Linked DNA regions of Mus musculus: all the other regions are linked to region 1. The links are chromatin contacts, called in public promoter capture Hi-C maps. All regions are on one chromosome and are shown on one strand. The core of a region is the stretch at or near the end of the contact, and the rest is flanking DNA. Distances in the headings are between cores, read along the strand shown.

Region 1 (2,857 bases), core at 150-2,649:
CCATATCTAGGTATACTCAGGTTGGCTGCTGGCAGGAGGGCCAAGTCCTTTTGCACTGAAATGCTGGTGGTTAAGAACTTAGCACCTGGAACTGGCTTTACTGGTATAGCCTGAGGTAAGGGGACAGGGGAGGAGGGGACTGAAATCAAGGACAACAGTGCCTGGGAGCCAGCAGTTTCAAAAGCATGGTTACTTCAGTGAGGTATTTGGTGATTGGTTTTCAGGGGTATTTATGAAGGATTTCTTAGCGTTGGGACTGCTGTGGACTTGATAACTTTCAGGAAACAAGGTCTCACTTTGCTTTTCTGGCTTCTGAGCTCCAGGGGCCTGACTGACTTTCTTCTTTCTTTCTTCCTTTCTTTCTTTCTGCCTGTCTGTCTGTCTGTCTGTCTGTCTTTTGTTTTCGAGACAGGGTTTCTCTGTATAGCCCTTGCTGTCCTGGAACTCACTTTGTAGAACAGGCTGGCCTCAACTCAGAAATCTGCCTGCCTCTGCCTCCCAAGTGCTGTGATTAAAGGCGTGCACCACCATTGTCCGCCTCCAGGGGACTTCATGCTTTAGCCTCCAGCATAGGCCATCAACCACCACACACCTTGAACATTGTCTGAGGTAGGGCTTCTGGTTCCTGTCTAGGCCTTTGTAGTGCTAGCATTACAGATAAGTACCATCGTGTCCAGTAAGAAATAAGCTTTTCCTACCTTATCATTTTTACTGCTTTACCATTTTAAAGTTTGGGGTTTTATGCAAATGAGTTTTGCCAGCATATTAGGTCTGTGCCTCATTGTGGTGTCTGAGAATGTTGGGTCCCTTAGAATAGGATTGTGAGCCACCATATGGCTGTTAGAATTGAGTCTTGGCCCTTTGCAAGAGCAACAGGTGTTATTAACTGCTGAGTCTATGAAAATACTTTTCAGGATGATTTGTGTCTTTGTGGGTATATGCTGTGAGTGCAGGGTCAGGCAGTCCAGAAGAGGCCGTTAGATTTCTGGTGCTCAGTTGAGCCACCTGGTGCTGAGAAGTGACCGGCTAAGCTAATTTTCCGGCCGTATCAGCATGAGAAACTGCACACTGATGTCCAATCTTTATTTGTGGGGGTGTGATTTTTTTTTTTTCCCCAATCAATGTTGCTATTTAAAATTGGTACCAGAGAGATCGCTCAAGCGAATTTGTATAATTTCTGCCCGGAGCGGGCAACGCTTACCACCTGCTGCCCAGATGCGCACGCACCCAAACGTCTCAAAGCGCACCTCTCAGATCTTCAGAGCAGATGCGCGGGAGTCTGCGCAAGTGCGCAGGCGCCCTGAGCCACATCAAACCCCTCCTACTCCGCTGGACCGACAAGTGGTGGGGCGGTGTTATCACCGAGATGAGGCCTCCGGAACTCCTAGAGCGGCCGGAGTGCGCTCGCGCTTCCGGGTCGGGGCTTGGCCCTGTAGATAGTTCGGGCGAGTCGGACGTTGACTTACTGCGCCCGGTGCTGGGTCAGAAGTGCAACCTTCCTTCAGCGTTCCCAGCCTGCCACGAGTGGACAATCCGATGTTGCCCCCCCCTCCGTGCCCAGGGACGCATTGGGCCCCAGGAGGCGTCCCCGGGGCGCGGAGCATCATTTCTGTCCCCTCGCCGTCAGACACTCGTGCCTTGTAAGCGCGCAGTCTGCAGAGTGGAGACCTGCGTGGGAGGCAGGAAGACTTTGGATGGGGATGTCCGAGGAGGTTGGGGTGTCACAGTGGGAGATACGGAACCCACGCACCACAGGAGGCTATATTGGGAGTGGTGAGGCTTACGTTGCAGATGCTAGTGGAAGAAAGGAGAACCATGCCAGAACATCCCGTGAGTGTCTGCAAACGAGAGTCACCTGCTGAAGTTAGGAAGTTCATTATTGAGCTGGTTCTGGTGTCCGTTGCTAGTAGGATATGCTGAAGAGGCAGAAGCAGGAATATCAGGAGTTGAGGCCAGCCTGGGTTACACCTTGTGTTGGAGTACCTTCTGCTCTTCCAGAGGAACAAAGTTTGGTTCCCAGAGTCCCTGCGGAGTATTTCACAACCTCCTATCACTCCAGGTTCTTCCAGGGATCTCTGGGAGTACCTGAGTTTGTGTGGCGGACATTGACCACATTCATCCATTAAAACAAACTAAAACGTGTTGAAGAGTTTGCTTCATTCATTGTGGTCGTATTGTCAAGAGACCAGTATTCAGTGTGCGAATTTTCTTTCACTTCCCATACACTTATTTGTGTGTGTATACAGACGTGTGTGCCACAGAGGGTGTGTGGAGGTCACATGACTACCTTCAAGCATCAACTCTTCCACCGTGTGGGTTCAAGAGATGGAACCCAGGTAGTCAGGCTATGCAGCAAGTAACTTTACTCACTGAACCTTCTGGAGGAGGGGAGGGGCTGAGAACGAGGTTTGCTGTGACCTGAGGCTTGTGAGTGCCTTCCACAGACACTTTTGAGAGTTGAGTCTTCTTTTTTGAACTCTTGTCATGCGAACACACACACCATGTTTACACCTGAGGTGGCCTCGTTACCACACGGGTGGAAAAACCTTGGACTTGTTACGCACTTGATTTAAATCAGTTTTTTGGTCACTAAACTCAGAAGATGTTTGCTGTTGCTTTTGTGACTCACATTTAGTTCTGTGACTCCATTGGGGTCAGACCCATAGTTATAAAGATGTTCTTTCTAGGAAGCCAGAACACGCAAACTCTTTGAAGAGAGCTGGCTTTCTCGAGAGACAGGGACATATGGTTTGTAAAGCACTGACTTTTCAGAGCTCAGGTGCTCTACACGGTGTTTGGTGCTGGGAACCTGAAAAGAAGCTAGGGAGGAACAAATGGGGTTGATTCCCTACACTGC
Region 2 (2,857 bases), core at 238-2,737, 920 kb after region 1:
AAGTGAAAATTTTGCTCCTTGTGCGTCCTCTGTTTCCTCCTCCCTGCCAGTGCTGAAAGGATCAAGATTGGAGCCGCAGCAGAAGCCTGACGGGGAGCGGACACCCTTACCTTTGCGGACCTGCTGGATGTATCGCGCTAGCAGTGCGCCCAGGCGCGCTCGGGGCTCGCCGTCCGTCCGGAGCACAGCCCGCAGCTGCCTTCGGGGCGCCTCTTGCGCCCGCTGCTCCACGGGGTCCGTAGCTTCTGCAGGGACTACCGGCTGCGCCAGGGCGCCAGCAGCTAGGACTGCCATCACCACGCACAGACATACGCCGCTCTTCATGGCTATGGGAAGCAAAGGCGAGGAGAGTGAACCAAAGACTGGCCTCAGCGTGCTCCAGCCCAAAGTCCCGCACACAGAAGTCGGCTGAGGCTGAACATGGGGGCTGCAGCCGGGTCAGACTGGCTCAACCGTAGCCAAGCGAAGTTCCTAGATGCGCCCTGGCCACCGCGATAATTTCTGCCTGGCTTTTGTGTTATCCACACCTGGGACCTGGGAATCCCGCAGAGTCCCGATTTTTCTGCCCTGATCAGAAGCAGCGTTTCCTCTTGCTTTCCTGAAGTTCCAGGACGCCTTTGTAGCTCATCTCTCTTCTAACCAGAAAAGCAGAATGAAGCGTGTGTGTGTGTGTGTGTGTGTGTGTGTGTGTGTGTGTGTGTGTGAGAGAGAGAGAGAGAGAGAGAGAGAGAGAGAGAGAGAGAGTCAGAGAGACAGAGAGAGACACAGAAAGACAAACGGACAGACAAACACGGGGAGGATACTTCTGGAGAGAAATGTGAGAGATTAAATTTATTCACTACATTAAAAATGTCAGGACACTGGGAAACGCCGTTTTAAGTGTGGGCCCATAAAAAGAAGCTGTATTTATATAGATTCTTCTGCGTTTTACGGGAAGTCACTATACAAAGCAAAAGCCAGAAATCTGTGCCCAGTCCTCAGATGTGGCCAAAGCCCTGCTACACTTGAGAACTGAGCAGATGGGTGCTGTATCATAATGATGTGTTTTTATTCCCCAAAGCCTTAAAATTTTTTTAATGCAGCATTTAGAAAATGGGCATAAATCTTTAAACCTCTAGGTAGTTTCTTTTAAATGATTGCAAAGTGCTCCGAACAGCAGAGAAACCCTAAGAGTGGCTATTCCCAGCCTTGCTGTAAACAGAACATACAACAAGTCTCTCCGCAGCAGTACCCACCCAGATGCATTTTAAGGCTATTTCTGACTTCAGGAAATCTTTCTAGCTGTCAAGGGAGGGAAGGCACAGAAAAAGGAAAGACTAAACAGCAAGAGGTGCAAAGCTGCAGGCCAATATTCTTCACACTCAAGATTGTTGGATCAGCCAGCTACTTACCTTTGGATGGGGAAATCAGCTGGCTTGGCGAGTTCCAGCGGAGAAGGCTGCAGTCCAGCTAAGTTGAGGGCAGGCGGGAGGGTGACTGCTCTTAAATAGCTCCTCCCGGTTCGCAGCCAGTCATCTGTTTACCCAGTGCTGACGCAGTCCAGCAGGACACGTGCTCAGAGGCAGCCACTGGAGGGACCACCGATTGATGTGGCCCTCCGGAGAGAAGGGAAGCGTCCCAGTGAATGAGGATAGCCCCTCCCAGGGGGGCACTTTGCATGGGTCTTACTCTTTATCTAAAGAGCTTCCTTCCCACCTGTTCGGCGCCTGTGCAGAGTCCACCTCAGGGAGGGTGCCACCTCCACTCTCGGTGAAAAACAGGAGTTTATCTGCAATGGAGAAGCTGACCAAGTTCAGTGAGCTTTGGGGATCAAATCCTTCAAGGAAACTGGGGGACCCTCACAGGCTGGGTGTCAGCAGATGTAATCCTGGTGTGTTCTCTGGGACCACCTCAGACCTGAGTGGGCTCTCACAAGTAAGAGAGGGAAATCGGGCTCCCAATTTTTCAGAACTCAATTGCAGTTGGCATCCTGGATTCTATTCTTACACAATTGTAAGATCGGGTGCAGCTCCTGCCTTTCTGCGAAAAGCCTCTGGGAAAAAGATTTGTAATTTCTTTCCACGACGACTTCCCAGGGGCCTATCATCTACTGATGCTTTTGGTCGTGAAGTGGCGCCAGAGAGTGTCTCAGGCACTCCCAAGCTCTGGCTGGCTGAGCCATGCGGGCTGGGCTCGCACCTTCCCAAGAGCTCAGATCACCCTTTCCAGTCTAGTCCCTCTAAAGTTATGGGATTTCGCTGGGTGATGAGGATCTTGGCTGAGAAAAAGACTCTTACCAAGCAAGAAGGAGAGAGGGGGCTCTCTCTGCTGTAGTGCGCACAATCCTGCAACCCCCAGTTCTCACATAACAAAGTGATTATCTATGCCCAGGGTGCTAGAATTTGCTGAATCCCTCTAACCCCATTCCACAGAACACATACTGAGGAAGCCCCACAGCAACCTCCTTGCTGCTAGCTTGTAACTTGGGGTCACCACCAGCCAGGGCAACCATGCCCTCAACCCTGTCAAGCTAGGGTGAATGGAGAAAGGGTTAGAAACTCTTTCTAAATAGAAAAGGCACACAGTTTGGGGACTTCCGGCTGAGGGGGACTATGAGAAACAGCAAGTGATGCCAAGAGTTTAGGTTCATGGTTGTGGCTCTAGCGGTGTCTGCAACCTAGAGGCAACATGTTTTAAACAGCAACAGATTAAATGCTGTGGGGTGATTTCCCGCACAAGACAGCTCAGGTTGTGGGAATGTATCTGTGACAGATCGAGCATGTCCGGAATTGTGGATAAAGCAGCTGGGCACAAGGCTGTTCGATATGGTCAGAATCCACAGGCGCTGACTTCCCTGGGTCGGTGGCTGAGATATGGA
Region 3 (2,857 bases), core at 265-2,764, 900 kb after region 1:
GGTGGGGGTGGGGTGGGGGGAAGTCTTAAAAATCTTCATAGGAATGGCCACACTCATTTCCCTTCTTGTCTAGAACATTCATACCTTCTAGCAACTCTCAGCATTTATAAAAACCTTTCCTGCGCCTTTTGCGAGTCTCCCCTTCTTATCCCCAGATCTGCTGTGCTCTCTCCAGGTACTCCCAACTCTGCAGAATCTCCTCTCTCAAGCTTGTGTGTGATGAGCTGTTTCTGTGGCTCCCACCCCATGCCCGCCAGTGTTAGGTGGGGAGACTACCTAAATGTGGGGTCACATGGCACCTCTATCTCTCTCTGTCTAGGGAGGGAGGGGCCCGTCTCTCATCATTCCAAGGGCCTTCTCCAGATGGTCCCGGTTCCCTTTCTGTTTCTAGTTGGTGCCTGCCCAAGGTGCCTGGGCCTCCCGTGAGCAGCCTGGGGAGAGGGGTCTATGACTGAGTTCTGGGGACTGCTCAGCTGGCCTATTGCTAGGGAAGCTGACCACTCCGGCTGAAGTCCCACGAGGCAGTGGCAGTAGGTTTTCTTTTGTCCCTCTGCACCCTCTCAGAAGCAGAGCAGACCTCCCTGAAAGCCAGCTTTGTGAGCACAGACTGCTACTTCTCCCTGCTGCCTGCATTCTGGTGGCTTTCCCAGCTGGATCACAGATACTGGGACCTCCCAGGTCTCCCCAGTCATCAGGCCGTGGTAGATGGACGAATATGGCTTCGCTACACACTCTGATGGGCTTTGAACCTTACAAATCCTAGACAGATTGATCATGTTAGATGTGGTTTCCTTCCCCTGCCCTGACCAGTCCACTGCATCCCAGTCCACTGCATCCCAAGGTGTTTGCACAGTGGGAAGTGGGAGCAGGAACAGCACGGGGCTGAGGCTGAGGCTGAGGCTGAGTCCTGTGCCTTGGCTGCGTTTTTGCTGTTCCTGTAACAAGTTCTCCCGTAACTCGCGGCCCAGGTTTGAAAGATCAAGGTTTGGAAAAAGAACTATTTGGGGTAATTTGGTTGCTGAAGGGTCTGCTTCCTGTCATGACCTGACAGCCGTGGGGCCGCTTCGCATGTGGGTTCAAGTCCAGGATTGTCCACTCACTAGCCAAGTACAGCCCTGAGTACGCCCACTGACCTTAGAGTCTGCATCTCCATGTACAGAGGAGACAGACGGCTCTGGGGTAAGCAAGGGACCATGCGTAGCTTCCTGTTAACTTGAAGCACAGTAAGAGACCCCCCCCCCCTACAAAATGAGGAGCAGAGGGCTCCACAGGGCACAGCAGGGAGTGTCTTCTCCTACCCCAAGCTGCTTCTGCACTCCCTGCAGGCGACTGGGCCACTGATGGTTCTTTCTCACTAATAACCAGCCCCCCCCCCTTTCTTTCAGCCTTAACTCTGCCCCAGCTCCGGCTTGTAGCAGTACCAGCCACTTGAAATCCACACCAGTGGCCACGCCATGCACCCCCCGGAGACTGAGCCTGGCTGAGTCTTTCACAAATGTCCGTGAGTCCACGACAACCATGAGCACGTCCCTGGGGCTGGTATGGTTGCTGAAGGAGCGAGGCATCTCGGCGGCCGTGTACGACCCCCAGAGTTGGGACAGAGCCGGCAGGGGCTCCCTCCTCCACTCCTACACCCCTAGGATGGCTGTGATCCCGTCCACCCCACCAAACTCCCCTATGCAGACACCTTCGGCCTCCCCGCCCTCCTTCGAGTTCAAGTGCACGAGCCCTCCCTACAACAACTTCCTGGCTTCCAAGCCGGCCAGCTCTATCCTGAGGGAGGTGAGGGAAAAGAGGCCCGTGCGGAGCAGCGAGAGCCAAACAGATGTGTCTGTCTCCAACCTCAACCTTGTGGACAAAGTCAGGAGGTTTGGGGTGGCCAGAGTGGTGAACTCAGGACGTGCCCGTATCCCCACCTTGACTGAGGAACAGGGACCTCTCCTCTGTGGACCCACAGGGCCAGCACAGGCTCTTGTCCCTGGGGGCCTGGTCCCCGAGGGCCTGCCTCTGGGGTGCCCCAGTGGCATCCGACGGAATCGCAGCTTCCCCACTATGGTCGGGTCCAGCGTGCAGATGAGAGCCCCCGTGATCCTCACCTCGGGCATCTTGATGGGTGCTAAGCTCCCCAAACAGACTAGCTTGCGGTGAGGCTGGGGATTGCTGTCCTGTCTGCTTCCTGCCTCCTGTCCCCGACAGAGCACTCACACCCCTGTCTCCTCTGAGGTCCACTCCTTCTGAGTTAGAGAGATCAATTGTGTGCCTCTTGGGGGGAGAGTGGAACTCCATATGGTGTGTATACAGGACTTGGGGACCTTGCATCTGCTCTCTCATCCAATCCACAGGAAGTAATAACCCTACAAGGTCACAATCTCGTGAGGATGTCACCTGAGCTCATTTGGGGGAAGGTGGCGTCCTTTCTTCCTTACTTTAAAGAAGCACTGAAATTCCCAAGGCTGTTCTTATCCCATGGATAGGAATCTGGTGAATTCTGCATAAGACTGTCAGGGTGCACACAGAGCCGCCGTGTGGCACAGGTCTCCTCGCTCACCTATGACAGCCGACACACAGGGCTGCTCGCCATCGGAGAGCTGTCCTTTCAGTTGTAGGTGACCCAGCTTCATCAAGGTCTGCACTATCCTGCCCCAATGGACTGTCTGTTCTCCAGACTTCTTTTCACGTCTCTGACTTGAAGTTACCTTGCATTTTGTCACAAGCTGTCAGGGTTAGAGCCTGACGCGAAAAGAATGTATTTACACTCTGATGCGCAATCAGGCGGCCCCTCCGTGTTCTGAGTGATTGATTTTTTCTTTTTTTCCTTCCCATTTCTAAAATTTTTATTTGCAGGGAAGTCTCAGTA
Region 4 (2,857 bases), core at 168-2,667, 530 kb after region 1:
TCTCTCTGAAACTCCTGATCCTTCAGAGACCAGCACTGGAGGCTTTTCTGAGCTGTGAGCTAGCATTGGTCCTTGCCAAAGTCCTTTCTTCAATGGATAGTATTCAGTCTTTAAAAAGGAGGGACTCCACCATAGCAGACCCAGAAGACATTGCGGTCAGCACAAGAAGTCTGACGGAAAGAAAATGCCACAATGTGATGGTTCACTTCCACTGTCAACCTGGCTGGATTTGGAATCACCTAGGACCACACACTTCCACAGTGGGTTCAAAGCGAGGCTCTGGGGTGTGACAGTGCACACTCACTTCCCTTTGCAAACATCTTGCTTCTTGTCAGAGCCCTGAGAAGCTGGTGGTCTTTACAGCAATGGTAAACACACACGAGGGGAAGACACTTTGCTTTCAACGGGTGACTTTTTATGAGGTCCTTTCATCCACTAGTAGCTGCTATTACATACAACCCACGCAGTTGCATAGCGTACGACTCTGCTTCCTCCCGCACCAGACTCAGCATCCATCCCCCTCTCCATCCATACTGTCTAGGATGCAATCTCCCACATCATTCCCACAGCTTCTATCACAGAAGCTAGAGCTGGGATGAAACACTCCCATCTATCTACAGAGAGCCCAGGGAGATTGTTTCTACAGATCTGTTTGTGTCCAGAGCCGTGATGCGGCTTGAAACCCCAAGACAGAAGGCTGGGGCATCAGGGAGATGCAGGACAATGCTCCAACAACCCTCAACTCCAGGCAACTTTCTTCTGAAGAACTTGGAAACTATTCTGTGGTTGAGTCACACACCAACCCTTGGGGAGGGGCGATAGGAAGGAGGCAAGCTCGGTGAGACTCAAAGGTCACCCGCTAGTTTAAAATCAGCCTTGCCATTTGCCTCACGGAGAGAGGCAAGGAACTCCTGGGAATAAAGGGCAAGATTAGGGCCCCTTTCGAGGCTGTCTGCGTGCTGGCAGAGGCTGGAGTGCCTGCCGTGGCACCTGCTGTGTCAGGAATGGTGAAGCTGAGCAGCTCCTCTGCTGATGGAGGCGGACAGCTGGCAGGTGCTGAGCGAGCTCTGACACAGCTGGGCGAGCGCTAAGGAGACCTGGGCCCAGGCTTTCCTCTCATCTGGAGCAAGGTGCATGGTGCAAGCAACCTAAGAGTATGGATGGAAGCCAGAGTGGACATCATCCCCATTTCTGATTACAGTAGAGAAGGGAGTAAATGCTACTGTTAAATCCGACTGACAGGCACCACAGGGGCTCGAGGGAAGCTCTCTACCTGGCAGAGCAGCAGGCCGGAATCAGCAGGTACTGATGCCAAGCCACTGCTGGGCTCATCCTTAGAATGCTAGCCCTGGCTCCACAGTAGTGGCAGTGCTGAGCAGGCCCTTCTGGCAGGCTAACTGTGTTGCTTGGCTGCTAGCCTGGCATATCCATGTCATTTGGAGTTCCAGCAACATGCTTCCATGGTCCTGGCTCCTGATGGGGTGTGCCTCGAGGCAGCATGGTGGACCACTGCCAAGTCTGCTTAGGCAGAGAACCCTGGCAATGGAGCCCAAGGGAAGCTGCCAGCGTCCCTGGAGATGGATGCCATCTCATTTATGTATCTTCTTGGAGTGTTGACAGATCGACCTGTCCTGCAATGTGCTGAGCAAAAGACCAGCCTGAAGCAGGAAAGATGAACCAGAAAAAATGCAAGCGTGCACACATGATTGTCTCTTGATTGGTGTATCACATGTGCCAAAACTGCTTCTTTCCTACTGTACTGTTGCCCACCGCCGCCATGAGGGCACTGTCTGCCTGTGAATTCTGGTGAGCTGCGGATGCTCAGTGTGAACTCTGCCTCAGGGAGACAGGCTCAGGCTCGTTCAGGGAGACAGACACATGCATGCAGTACCTGGACAGTCCAGAAGATGGCGCCAGATCCCCTGGGACTGGGATTTACAAAAGCTTGGCAGCTGCCCAGGGTAGGTCCTGGGATCTGCGCACAAGTCCTTGGGGGTGGGGGGGGCGTTCATGCTGTAGCTGCTCAGCCATCTCTTCACCGACCATCACCCCGAGTCACCTGCCCTGCTCGCTACAGTCTGTGAGACAAGCAGAGTGTGGCAGATTCTCTTGAGACTCCACACGAGAACCCCAAACCTGCACCCAGATGTAGAAACACTTTGGTTTTATTGTTCGTGGATCAAGGCCTACACCATCAAGGACCATGGTGGCAGATTCAAGGCAACACTGCCAGCCATCTTTTCCAGGTTGCTTTTCAGCTGGGATTGTCACCAACCTGAAAAAGTAAACAGCCACCTGTGACTGACCTAGACTAGAAAATGCCAAAGGAAGCAACACTTTATTCCAGCTCCTGCCTGCCTGCCTCACTCTGGGCTCAGGCCCCAATCAAGTTCCTTGGGGGGGTGGGGGTAGGGTCCTATCTGAAGGATGGCCAGGCCACACCCTGCAGGGTCATGGGACGAAGTACCGAGGATTTGGCCAGGTGAGGCCAGTGAGAGCTGGAACAAGCAGGCAGTGGAAACTGCAGACGCAGAAAAGAAAGGGACTCTAGGGAACAGCACCAGGCATGGCTCCACAGACCGAGCACCGGGGTGTTTGCAGCAGAAAGACATTCAACCTTACCACATGAAACTGTGGGTAAAAATGAATGAACGCCTAGGGCTTGGAAGACGCTCAGTGGGTATGATCACTTCCCGTGAAAGCAAGAGGACCTAGATCAACCCCCCAGCACCTTCTTAAAAGCTGGGACTAGCATGCATGGGCAGACATGGGGAGCGAGGCAGCCAGCCTAGCTGGAAGCAAGCCTCAGGTCAATGGAGACCCCGTGGAGATCCAGCAAGGTGGAAAGCAGTGAGCC

The links. Promoter capture Hi-C pulls out the DNA fragments that hold promoters and counts their contacts.
Region 2: a contact with region 1 is called in a promoter capture Hi-C map of hippocampal neurons, with 3 times the contacts expected there. The contact joins the promoter of Cck here to the promoter of 5830454E08Rik in region 1. A contact is called at or near these places in 4 of 39 promoter capture datasets (the 3T3-L1 cell line, hippocampal neurons, maxillary cranial neural crest and 1 more), 4 of 115 datasets of contacts at active chromatin or transcription factors (bone marrow-derived macrophages, embryonic forebrain, forebrain and 1 more) and 1 of 9 other capture datasets (liver).
Region 3: a promoter capture Hi-C map of stem cell-derived epiblast-like cells shows a contact between it and region 1, with 2.5 times the contacts expected there. The contact joins the enhancer-like site here to the promoter of 5830454E08Rik in region 1. A contact is called at or near these places in 9 of 39 promoter capture datasets (the 3T3-L1 cell line, 3T3-L1-derived adipocytes, embryonic stem cells and 5 more), 2 of 484 Hi-C or Micro-C datasets (cortical neurons and embryonic fibroblasts), 6 of 115 datasets of contacts at active chromatin or transcription factors (bone marrow-derived macrophages, embryonic forebrain, embryonic stem cells and 3 more) and 1 of 9 other capture datasets (adipose tissue).
Region 4: a promoter capture Hi-C map of hippocampal neurons shows a contact between it and region 1, with 6 times the contacts expected there. The contact joins the enhancer-like site here to the promoter of 5830454E08Rik in region 1. A contact is called at or near these places in 11 of 39 promoter capture datasets (the 3T3-L1 cell line, cranial neural crest, embryonic stem cells and 6 more), 1 of 15 datasets of contacts at CTCF or cohesin (embryonic stem cells), 1 of 484 Hi-C or Micro-C datasets (pancreatic cancer cells), 18 of 115 datasets of contacts at active chromatin or transcription factors (the 230-238 cell line, astrocytes, bone marrow-derived macrophages and 11 more) and 1 of 9 other capture datasets (embryonic stem cells).

The regions. Positions count from the first base shown.
Region 1 is chr9:120,575,932-120,578,788 of GRCm38.p6, forward strand. 5830454E08Rik (RIKEN cDNA 5830454E08 gene) reads left to right here and starts at 1,400. Exons shown (of 1, transcript NR_073359.1): 1 at 1,400-2,142.
Region 2 is chr9:121,494,207-121,497,063 of GRCm38.p6, forward strand. It overlaps Cck (cholecystokinin), which reads right to left and starts at 1,488. Exons shown (of 3, transcript NM_031161.4): 1 at 1,392-1,488; 2 at 111-326. The coding sequence starts at 324. The region is part of intron 1 of Gm38661 (a long non-coding RNA gene); the gene reads left to right.
Region 3 is chr9:121,470,852-121,473,708 of GRCm38.p6, forward strand. Trak1 (trafficking protein, kinesin binding 1) reads left to right here. Exons shown (of 16, transcript NM_175114.3): 16 at 1,386-2,857. The coding sequence ends at 2,148. Among named protein-coding and RNA genes, the nearest start is that of Gm51661, 17 kb to the left of the region's middle. Within about 2 kb of position 1,515, at least 7 of the 459 cell types and tissues checked have an H3K27ac peak or open chromatin away from gene starts, as enhancers often do. A contact at or near this core is called in stem cell-derived epiblast-like cells, where this site is marked.
Region 4 is chr9:121,106,399-121,109,255 of GRCm38.p6, forward strand. All of the region lies in intron 31 of Ulk4 (unc-51-like kinase 4), which reads right to left. Among named protein-coding and RNA genes, the nearest start is that of Gm34945, 130 kb to the left of the region's middle. Within about 2 kb of position 1,418, at least 49 of the 459 cell types and tissues checked have an H3K27ac peak or open chromatin away from gene starts, as enhancers often do. A contact at or near this core is called in astrocytes and hippocampal neurons, where this site is marked.